Regions from separate parts of the Canis lupus genome. Here region 2 is linked to region 1. Evidence: chromatin contacts called from public Hi-C data. All regions are on one chromosome and are shown on one strand. Each heading gives the region's core, a stretch centred on a gene start, on an enhancer-like site or on the middle of the called end of the contact. The rest is flanking DNA. Distances are from core to core; before and after follow the strand shown.

Region 1 (5,261 bases), core at 726-3,225:
GGCCAACCGCAGGGAGCTGTGCCTCAACCCATCCTGGGCTCTCAGCTGCCTGTTGTCCACCACCCTGGTCCAGTACCACAGCCAACATGCAGCACCGTTCTCCAAGCAAGTTCTCTCTCAGGAAGACCATGAGCTTCACACAAGGTGGAAGTTTAGGGATGGGAGTAACTAAGAAAAGTCCAACTGGGATTTCCAACTTGCCAACTTCTCAGATGGCAGTTCTTTCAGATGAAAGATATGCTTGGACAAGACAAGTGATACCTTCGTGGGCAGTTCCTGATTTCTTCTGCAGAGATCTAAGTAGTTGGGACAGTGTCCTCCCACATAAGACAACTCAGAAATTATATAACAGCTAATTACAGGACCGCTTCCCCTGCTTCTCACCTCCCTGTGCCCGTGTTCTTTGAGCACAGCGAGCTGGGGAGACACATGGCGACTCCTCCCTGGCCAGGGCACCACTGAATGGAACATTCCTTTAATGGAAGCTCAAAGAGCTCATTTCTAAAACTGGTTTTCTCCATTTAGAAGTTTCTTCTCTGACGTCTAAAATTAAGCCATCCATGAGGAAGCATTTAACCATTCTAAGAGTTTCCTCCAGTTAGATCAAGAGAGCCAAAGTCAACCAAGAAAAATCAATATAAAATGTGCTATTCAAAACAAGATTTCCTATTTCTTAAGAGCCTAGCTGGAGAACAGCTGTTCTGATCATTTATTTGCCTTATTTTCTTCCACTCAGACATAAGCGGGACACTTAGCTTTCCCTAGGCATTTTGGAAACCTCCACGGCCTTCAACTCTGGTGCATTGGTGACCTCTAGAGGACATAATTTTGGTCGCGGTTCAATGTTAAGATTGAAAATCCATTGTTCGGGAAAGATGAATACATTATTAATTTTATAGCTGCAAAATAGGTTTTAGTCCACACAGCACAAGAGACTAAGAAGTTGTCTTCTTCCAGATAAAAACTCCAACATGTCAAATGATCCATTTTCCTGAGAGGAGTTTGTTGTTCATGAAAACCTCAGAAAAGATGGATTTGTTTTCTCGTTTTAGAGTTCATTTTCCTAAGATGGATTGGTTCTCTCTTTGTTTTAGAGTTCATTTTCCTAAGGACTCCCAACTCGGCTGAAATACTAGAGACTAGCCTAAGCGGGTGTCTTCAGCTCTTTTTTGTCTGCTCCCCATGCCTTTATGAACTACCCAGTTCAAAAAAGCATTCAAAGATCTTTGTTCTGTTCTTAAATACCTCTCAGCCCACAGGACTCAGCCCTTCCCAGAGTTCAGTGAACTCATTCACCACATGCCCCTCAATGACAGAGCTTCTCAGCCAGGTGAGGGCTCAGGGACATTCTCAAGCTCACAGAGGTTGGGTTGAGGCTAAATAATAAATAAATAAATAAATAAATAGATAGATAGATAGATAAATAAATAAATAAATGGCAATGGGGTTCTCCTTACCATTAGGGTTACCCTGAGGCCCTGGGATGGAGCTGCCTTTCTCAGCTCACTCACAGCCAGGAGCCTTGAATCACATCCTCTCTCGGAAGTGACAGAAATCAGCCTAATTGACGCAGGACCACTTAGGACCAGATCATAGGATCATGGGGGAAAAAAGTATTTAAAACCATCTGCATTCCAGGCACTTTGTCAAGGGCCTCTGTGTCCTCTCATGTTCACAACAGCCCTGCAAGGTAAATGTTCCCCTCCACAGTTCTCTGCACAGAAACTGAAACCCGGGCAGCTCGGGCTGACGAAACCACAAATGTCACTGGAAGTTGGCTTATGTGTGTGTAATTCCCACTCCATCACAAGGCTTCTAACTGCATCCAAAGTTAGAACCGAAAAAGCCAGTGGCACTCAGAGTTCAGGATGTTCACCCTACAAATCAAGAGGCAGGAAGTCCAATGACAGCCTGAGGCCAAACACTTCAGTGGCAAAGCTGGAGCTAACAGCAAGTCTTTGCATGGCCGGGCGTGTTGGGCCCCTACACACAGTCCACAACCACTGCCTTCTTGCCTTTGCAGGACCCAGAGAGGGTCACTAATACTGTCAACAGAAATACCAGGAACTACTTCTGTAGCCTGCCTTCTCCCGGTGGCCTGGTTTCCACAGCAAGGAGATCTATCTGAGACCCTCAAGGAACCCTGTGAGGCTCCCACCTCTGACCCTGAGGCTTTCCTCACCAATTTCTCTTCAAGGGTGGGTGTCCTTCCTGACACCCATACCGGGGAGAACGTTGGACTCTCCGGGCAGAAGCACACATCCATTAAAAGAAGAAAGAAGAGGAGCAGGCCTGAAAACCCAAGATTAGAAGGATGAGGATGGAACTTGGATCAGCAGAAGGCATTTCTAGAACTGGAAATTTTATTCTTCTCTAAGCAACCACTTAGCATGTGACTTCTGGAAAACCCCATTAATTTTTCAGCAAGGCAGTTTCCACCTCAATATCATGTGTAGTTCTGTAAAAAAAAAAAAAAAAGAAAAAGAAAAAGATATTCTTATCCCATTGAGCTGTATAAATAAATGATAAAACCATGGTATAGCATGGTATAAAGAATAAAGGAGAGCAGGCTGGATCACCAAGCTGTACAATCCATTGATTACACAACAATGGGGATTTAAACAATTTTTGCTTCTAGGCCTTCTTTCTCCTGCCCAGTTCTGGTCCCATCCCTCAACTTAACACTTCCTCAGAAAGGTCCCAGCTCCTTCAAAACTCTTGTCGGTGAAAGCTGATAGCATCTCTAACCAAGATTTGTTAAGTCAAGAGGCTACAGCAAGTGACAAAGCAGTGGCTGGGGGATTGTGTGGGAGTTTCACTGATCTCTGTTAGCAATGTCCCCCCACTGTGGCTGTTGACTGTTTTCAGTGACTCATCTTTGCAGTAAAAAGAAGAGGTTTCTGGGAACCACCCAGATCTTCAAGGCTATTTGTAAAAAAGTGACAAGCCTCCCTCATTAGGAATCAGGGGTGGAGGCGGGGAGGGGGCTTCCTCTCAAGCCTAAGGAACTTGACAAGTTAAATCTTATTAGTTTGGCCGGTAGCAATCATTCCAGAGAGTAGGTCAGGAAAAGTCCCATGTCAGTTGGCCAGTGAGCCGGAGCTCAGTGATGCTTTGGGGAAGTACAGGAAGACCATCACGCTCCATGGGGGGTTGCCCCACTGCAGGACCGTGAGGCTGTAGTATGGATACAGCTAAAGACTTCAGCTGCTTGAAAACTTTCCTCTGAGTTTTCACATCTGATCTGCCCTGTTCCAATCTCAAGGCCAGTTGTCCAATGGTCACTAGCACAGGCACTAATTAGAAAAGCCCTTTCAACCTTCTCCTCCATCTTTTTGCCATAATGGAGCCATTCATAACAGAACTACAGCAGGGGTCCTAGCAAGCAGGAAACTGCAGACTTTTTCCTGAGGAACCTGTGCTGTTCACCTTCTCCTAGTTCCTACCCCAGGAAGGATGGTTAATATAGCGTTATGAGGGGTTTTTCAAATTCAGCTATTATTTCTGTAGTGGCCACTTACTGATGTACTTCGAGGGCTGAGCAGAGTTCTGCAGCAAGGAAGATGCCCTGGCACCTTCAAATCTCCCAGGCCATACCATAAAGCAAATCCCCCCATCCCCCCCACCCCTTCTCACTAAGCAGATGCCTCATCACAATTAGAAGCACCGGCAAAGAGCTTTCAGCTGAGAAGTGCTTCAGGCAGTAAAATTGAGAAGAAGCACTTAAAAGTTTGAGATAATTGTCTGGATAAATGTAAGAAGCAAAATTTAATACTGAGCAAACATTCTCAGCAGGCTGCGAAGGCCAAACAGGTCTTCCTAGTATGACAAAAAAAAAAAAAAAAAAAAAAACAGTAAAGAGAGATGAAACAAAGATCTGATTTACAGATAAAATACTGCTTTTCTATGTCTAAGAATATGGAACTGGGGGATTTTTAGTCCAGTTACAGATTGCTAGGGTCCTAGAGAAGAGAAAAGAGAGAATGAGTCACCAGAGAGCAAGCACAGTGACATCCAGGCTGATGGAGTTTCAGCTGGGAGAGGTAGTTTCATGGAGTAAATTTTGGTTTGTTTTTTTTTAATGCTTTACCAGAAGCAGGATGAATTCACTTCTTCTACAGCCCAGGAGGCAGAGTAGAGACACTCAAATAATGATGAGACTTATAAACAGAGACTATAGCTGTTCCCTAGTGCAAAGGGAGACCACCTCCTCAGAGAAAATACCATATAATCGTTGAGGTACCTGGATCATCTTGTTAGTGGTACCTATCACCTTTGAAAATCAAAGCTGGTTCTGTGTACATTTAGCAGTTGTTAGCAATGAAACAGAGGCTACTTTGTTTTATTCATGGTGTTCCTGGGCAAGTCTTGGTTGAACATTTCACTGTTTGCTTGTGCTCCATTTCTGGGAAACACTCCTCCTAGTGCCTTCCTGGTCCCAGGGCTGATAGATGCTCAAGACCTGTCTTTGAGGTGGTCCCTTCCTGGCTAGCCATTGGCTCCTCCAGAACTCCTGCCAGGGGCCAGCTAAATGCCAGGAGCCAGCAGAGCTTTTTGTAAGTAGTATCGCATTTAATTTTCACAACCACCCCCGGAAGGTAGGTAACTGCAGTAATCATTATTGCCTTTGGCTGATGAAGCATTATTGATTGCCTTTTTCTGGACAAGGTTGAGTCAACTGCACAAAATCAAGCAGTAAGTCAACACTAGAGAAGGGACCCTACAAAATCTTGACCTCAAAGTGTCTACTCTTGGCTCTTAACAGCAAGTGGTGCTGAATGGCCAGATCCTGGATCTAAGAGCAATTGTTCTGACCCCATCATTAGTTTTCTACTTTGCCAAGGCTGCTTCATAATACCACATAGCACCTTAGTTCTCAGGTGACTCTTCCTACTTTGAAGGTAGGGACACTGCCAGCCCAATGACTCATCTGTAGTAGACATTCAACTCTTAGTTGTCAATCATCTTTCATTTTCAGGAGAGAACATGATGGTTTAGAAATTGCCTAGGCTTTGGAATTTGGTTAATGTGCATTGAAATGGCTTAACAGTTTGAGCAACTAACTAGGTCTCTCTAGGGCTGGAGTTCCTCAGATATAACACAGTATTGCTGAGGGCCTACCTACCTGATGGGTTTTTATTTATTTTTTATTTTTTTGAAGATGGAACAAGTCAGTTTGTGACAGAAGGCTATGCAATAACCAACACATTTGGGGGGATTTAATGTATGTTCCTTCTCTTCCCTGGATATAACAGGACACA
Region 2 (5,261 bases), core at 1,357-3,856, 570 kb before region 1:
GTCTGTATACAGTGTGTGTTACCGCCTGAGCCACATCCTCCCAAAATTCATGTGTTGAAGCCCTAACCCTTAGAACACGACTGTACTTGGGACGTCAGGACACAGGAGACAGGTCTCAGGAGAAACCAAGCCTGCCCACACCTTGAGCTTAGACTTCCGGACTCCGGAACTGTGAGAAAAATTTCTGTCATTGGAGCCCCTAATCTGTGGAATTTTGCTCCGGCAGCCCTGGAAAAGTCATCCAGTGTGAGAGAGGGATTTTGCTTCGTTTTGCTATGGAAAAGCCACCGGATTCTAGTTCTCTTTACTGAACGGTCCCCTGCTTTGCTCACGGACGTCAGGACTCTTTGGTCATATATCAAAGTCCCATATACTGTGGGCCCACTTCCAGACACCGTACTTCTTGCATCTGATCAGTCTATCCCTGAGAGGGCTCTGTTTGCTTACCCTCGGCAGCTTCACTACAAGTCCTGACAGCTGGTGGAGAAAGGCCTTCCACCTTTGCTTAATCTTTGAAGGGACTTTGCTATTTTTGATCCCTTCCACTGTCCTATAAAGCTTGGAATCAGCTTGCCGGGTGTCACCAGACATCACCCTGGGGTTTTCACAGCTATAGAGCTACAGAGAAACACTATTTTGTAATTAAAGAATGCTCTCCGTGGGAAAGGACACGTCTTCCTTCCCTTTTGGCGAGGTGGCCTGCGATTCTGGTTCTGTCCGCCTGAGGGCACCACAAACCGAAAAATGCGATCCCGACAGTGGGCCTGAGGCGCTCCGCGCACGCCCGCCCGCGCGGCACACGGTGGTCCTCCGCGTGGTCCACACCGGACTGTTCGGGAGCGTAGACCCGGATTTCATGCGGAACGTCCGCGGTCGACCGAATGCTGAGGTCCATTTGGCAAAGATCCGTACGCCGGTGTGCAGTAACCAAAGAACTGAAGTAAGGATGAGAAACGTCCCGAGCATCTGTTCTTCGCGGCCCTCTTCGCCGAGAAGGCCGTCAGCGGAGAGTGGAGCAAGTTCCTCACCGACCCCTGAAGTAAAGGGACGGCGTGGGACGGCTCTGGACGTGCAGGCGGGCTTCTCCAGGCAGCAGGCCTGCTCCAGGCTGGCGAACGGGTCTGCGTGCATCTGGGGAGCAGAGGGCACCCCTGGGCTCATGGCTACAGGGTGGATGGTGTGAATGTTCGTCCCCACCCCCACCCCCACGCCCCCTCCGGCCCCGTCACCCTGGGAGCAAAGTCTACTTTCACTTGGGAGAAACAGGCCTGGGCTCGCCCTCACCTGCTGCAAGCGCCCCGGGCCTTTCCCTGTCGACCGGGGAATGGCAGCGACGCCCCCCGTGCCCTAGGGGGCGAGCGTAGGGCGCGGAAGGTCGGCCGCGGCTCCCTTCAGGGACGGGGGACGGGCGCGGACCTCCAGGGCGCGCAGGACTGAGGGGCCCTTCCTCCGAGCGCCCCCCGGGGGCTCCCGCGAGCCGCGCGTGCACACACTGACCGGCATCTAGGAGCACGGAGGGTCTGCTGCGTCTCATTAGCCGAGGCGCGGCTCCCGCTCGTTGGCAGAGCCCGAGGGCGTGCGGACACCCGCACCGAGGCCCGTGCCGAGCCCGGCTCCTACCTGCACGGGCGGAAGCGCAGCCCGTCCCAGGCGGGACGCTGTAGGGTGACAGGAGGCACCTCGGGCCCCGGGCGCGGTGCCCCTCACGCAAGGGTGAGCAGGACAAGAAGGTGTCCCCGGGTCAGCAAAAGCGAGCAGTCGGATCTGGGGCTCGGAGCAGCTCGCGGTGCCCCGCGGGGACAGGGCCTTGCACGCCCGCCGTCCCTCCCCGGCCCCGGGCGCCGCGTGGGCTCCGAGCCGCGCGCAGGACGCCCGGGGGGAGAGGCCCCCTGCCGCCTCCGGTCAGGGCAGGCCCGCTCGCCGCGGCGCCCGCACTTCTGGAACCTCCCGCGAGGGGACGCCCGCGCGCCCCAGTGCAGGGCGCCCCGAGGGGCAGTTCCGCGGGCGCCCCCTCCGCGGTCACCGCCTGCCCTCCCGCGGGGAAGGGTCCCCGCGACCGCAGGCCCGGGCCCGCCGCTGCTCGCGACGCCGCCCCGAGAGGCCCGGCCTTTCGCGGGGAGCCCGGCCCGCGGGGCCGCAACTGGGCGCGAGGCGGCGGGGCGCGACCCCGCAGCGACCCCCCGACGGCCCGGGGAGGCCTCGCGCGCATGCGCCGCGGACCCCGGACGCAGCGCCCCCGACTGGCGGCGCCAGGGAGCGGGCCGGGGTCGAGGGGACCCGCGTCCGCCGGGCGCTCTCCTCGCCGCGGGGGGAGCGCGGGCGGGGGCCGCCCGCGGCGGCGAGCGCTCCCCGAGGCCGGCCCGTCGGGGCCCGCACGCCGGCGGCAGCGGGAAGCCCGCGGCGGCTCCCGACCTCGCGGCGGCCCGGCGCGCGCTTCGGCGGCCGGGGGGCGGGGCGTCTCCCGTGACGTCACATCGCGTCCGGAGTCTCCGCCCCCCCCGGCGGCCCGTATATAAGCCTCGGCCGGGCGGCCGCACTCTCACAAGTGGACGCGGACGGCGCGGGCGCGGGCGCGGGCAGGGGCAGTCGGCGGGGCTCGAGGGCCGGGCGGCGGGCGGCGATGGAGCTCTTGCGGACTATCACGTACCAGCCGGCCGCCGGCACCAAGATGTGCGAGCAGGCGCTGGGCAAGGCTTGCGGCGGGGACTCCAAGAAGAAGCGGCCGCCGCAGCCCCCCGAGGAGCCGCCGCCGCCGCCGCAGCCCGCGGGCCAGGGGCCGCCGGCGGCGCCGCACCACCACCACCACCACGCGCACTCGGGCGCCGAGGTCTCGCGGATTATCGTGGACCCCACGACGGGGAAGCGCTACTGCCGGGGCAAAGTGCTGGGCAAGGTGACGAGCGGCGGGCGGCGCGGCCGGGCACCCCCGTCCGGGGGGCGGGCGGGCGGGCGGCGGGTGCGGGCGGGACCCGGGCGCTCGGCGCCCTGCGCTGCCCTCTGGGCCCGCGAGCCCGCAGCGCGGCTCCCCGCGCCGCCCCCACCTGCGCCCCGCGGCTTTCTTTTTCTTTTTTTCTTTCTGACATTTATTTTTGATTCCCCCCCTCCCCAAAGCTTTGTAAAGGGAGAAGGCATGCTCTTCCCTTCCCGAAGGAGCTTTCAAAAAAAGTACAGCGCATGCGACTGTCCACCCTTCCTTCCCCGTAATTTTGCTTTTCCCCTCTCATTTTTAGGTATTTTTTAAGAAATGCGTGCTGTCCTTTTTTTTTTTTTTTTTTCTTGTTTTTTCTTTTTTTCCCCCTGCCCCACTCAATGCTCTCTCTCTCGGCTTTGTTTCAGGGTGGCTTTGCCAAATGTTACGAGATGACAGATTTGACAAACAACAAAGTGTATGCTGCAAAAATCATTCCTCACAGCAGAGTAGCTAAACCTCATCAAAGGGAAAAGGTGTGTATGACTGTTGAGTAAAGTATTTTCTTTGTGCGCAGGGATGGCCCTTCCCTCTTAAGAAAATGTCTTCTGCATGTGTAAGCAACTGGCTCTTGAAAGGTGACAGAAGGCTTATAAGTCTTGTCTCGCCCTTTTCTTTCAGATCGACAAAGAAATAGAGCTTCACAGAATCCTCCATCATAAGCACGTAGTGCAATTTTACCACTACTTTGAGGACAAAGAAAACATTTACATTCTCTTGGAATACTGCAGTAGAAGGGTGAGCTTTAACTCCTCTTGGAGTTCATTTACTTCCCCCAAACTGGAGCGGGCTTCACACTGCATTTTATCTGGGATTTTAGCTGCGGTGGGAATTATGATATCGTAGTGTTCCCTATCATCACTCAACCTGCAAAAGGAAACTACTGATTTTGATGACTTTGTTTGACAGATTCTCTTTTTCTCCTTCTCCTCCTCCTAGTCCATGGCTCATATCTTGAAAGCAAGGAAGGTGTTGACAGAGCCAGAAGTCCGATACTACCTCAGGCAGATTGTGTCTGGACTGAAGTACCTTCATGAACAAGAAATCTTACACCGAGATCTCAAACTAGGTAAGCCCTATGTTCCAAACACTGAACTTCTGCATCAGGGAGAGGTGTTCTTTTCTTCTCCGTCTCCCTTGTTACGCATTAATGTTCTTAATTGGGATCTAGCCTATGTAATCTTTCTTTTTAATCTGTGACTTTAACAGTAAACAACTGGCTGCCTGCCTCCAAAGAGGATGTGTGTGTGTATTTGGTTAGAACGTCTTTTCAAGGGGATTCAGGTTTTGCTTTGTTTATTATCCAGGGAACTTTTTTATTAACGAAGCCATGGAATTAAAAGTCGGGGACTTCGGTTTGGCAGCCAGGCTGGAACCCTTGGAGCACAGAAGGAGGTAAGAGTCAAAGATATATCCTAAAAAAAAAAAAAAAAAAAAAAAAAAAAAAGATATATCCTGACAGGGTTTTATGAAGATCAAATACACCCTTATTTTTTTTTTTCAATTAATGTTTTGGAGAAGGTGAATTCATACTAAAGTCCACAAACCACAATAATATTAATAATTATTAAGTCGCTCTATCAAATGTTAATTGTTGAGATGCCAAAAATGAAAAGTCAGATTTTTCTAAACAGGAATTTAATGCAATACTCCTAAGGTTTTATCCAGAGAACTAAGTGTAAACAGTAGAACAGTTCTTAATGAGGTCTTCATATTTTGTTTTCCAGAACAATATGTGGTACCCCAAACTATCTCTCTCCTGAAGTCCTCAACAAACAAGGACATGGCTGTGAATCAGATATTTGGGCCTTAGGTTGTGTAATGTAAGTAAATGCACCAAAATGATGAAAAAGCAAATTTGGATTTCGATTTTAACAATGGAAAAGAACTGCTTTGTGACCATTTCTAAAAAAAAGTGTCCTTTTGCACACAGGTATACAATGTTACTAGGAAGACCCCCCTTCGAAACTACAAATCTGAAAGAAACTTACAGGTGCATAAGAGAAGCAAGGTATACAATGCCATCGTCATTGCTGGCTCCTGCTAAGCACTTGATAGCTAGCATGTTGTCCAAAAATCCAGAGGATCGTCCCAGTTTGGATGACATCATTCGACATGAATTTTTTTTGCAGGTTGGTGCTTTTCTTGTGTCTTTTTATTACATGCTATCAATCACAGTTACCGAAATGGTTATACTTAAAGTCTTTTTTGACACTCCACAGGGCTTCACTCCAGACAGACTCTCTTCTAGCTGTTGTCATACAGTTCCAGATTTCCACTTGTCAAGCCCGGC

Evidence for each region. A called contact is a pair of places that touch in the nucleus more often than the background predicts.
Region 2: a Hi-C map of skin fibroblasts shows a contact between it and region 1, with 3 times the contacts expected there. The contact joins the promoter of PLK2 here to the enhancer-like site in region 1. A contact is called at or near these places in 4 of 9 Hi-C or Micro-C datasets (amygdala, liver, skin fibroblasts and 1 more).

Annotation. Positions count from the first base shown.
Region 1 is chr2:43,972,010-43,977,270 of UU_Cfam_GSD_1.0, reverse strand. The region is part of intron 2 of LOC106557902 (a long non-coding RNA gene); the gene reads right to left. Among named protein-coding and RNA genes, the nearest start is that of ACTBL2, 280 kb to the right of the region's middle. Within about 2 kb of position 1,975, at least 4 of the 20 cell types and tissues checked have an H3K27ac peak or open chromatin away from gene starts, as enhancers often do.
Region 2 is chr2:44,544,218-44,549,478 of UU_Cfam_GSD_1.0, reverse strand. PLK2 (serine/threonine-protein kinase PLK2) reads left to right here and starts at 2,606. Exons shown (of 14, transcript XM_038530642.1): 1 at 2,606-2,893; 2 at 3,337-3,444; 3 at 3,590-3,706; 4 at 3,908-4,037; 5 at 4,276-4,363; 6 at 4,696-4,791; 7 at 4,902-5,100; 8 at 5,191-5,261. The coding sequence starts at 2,621.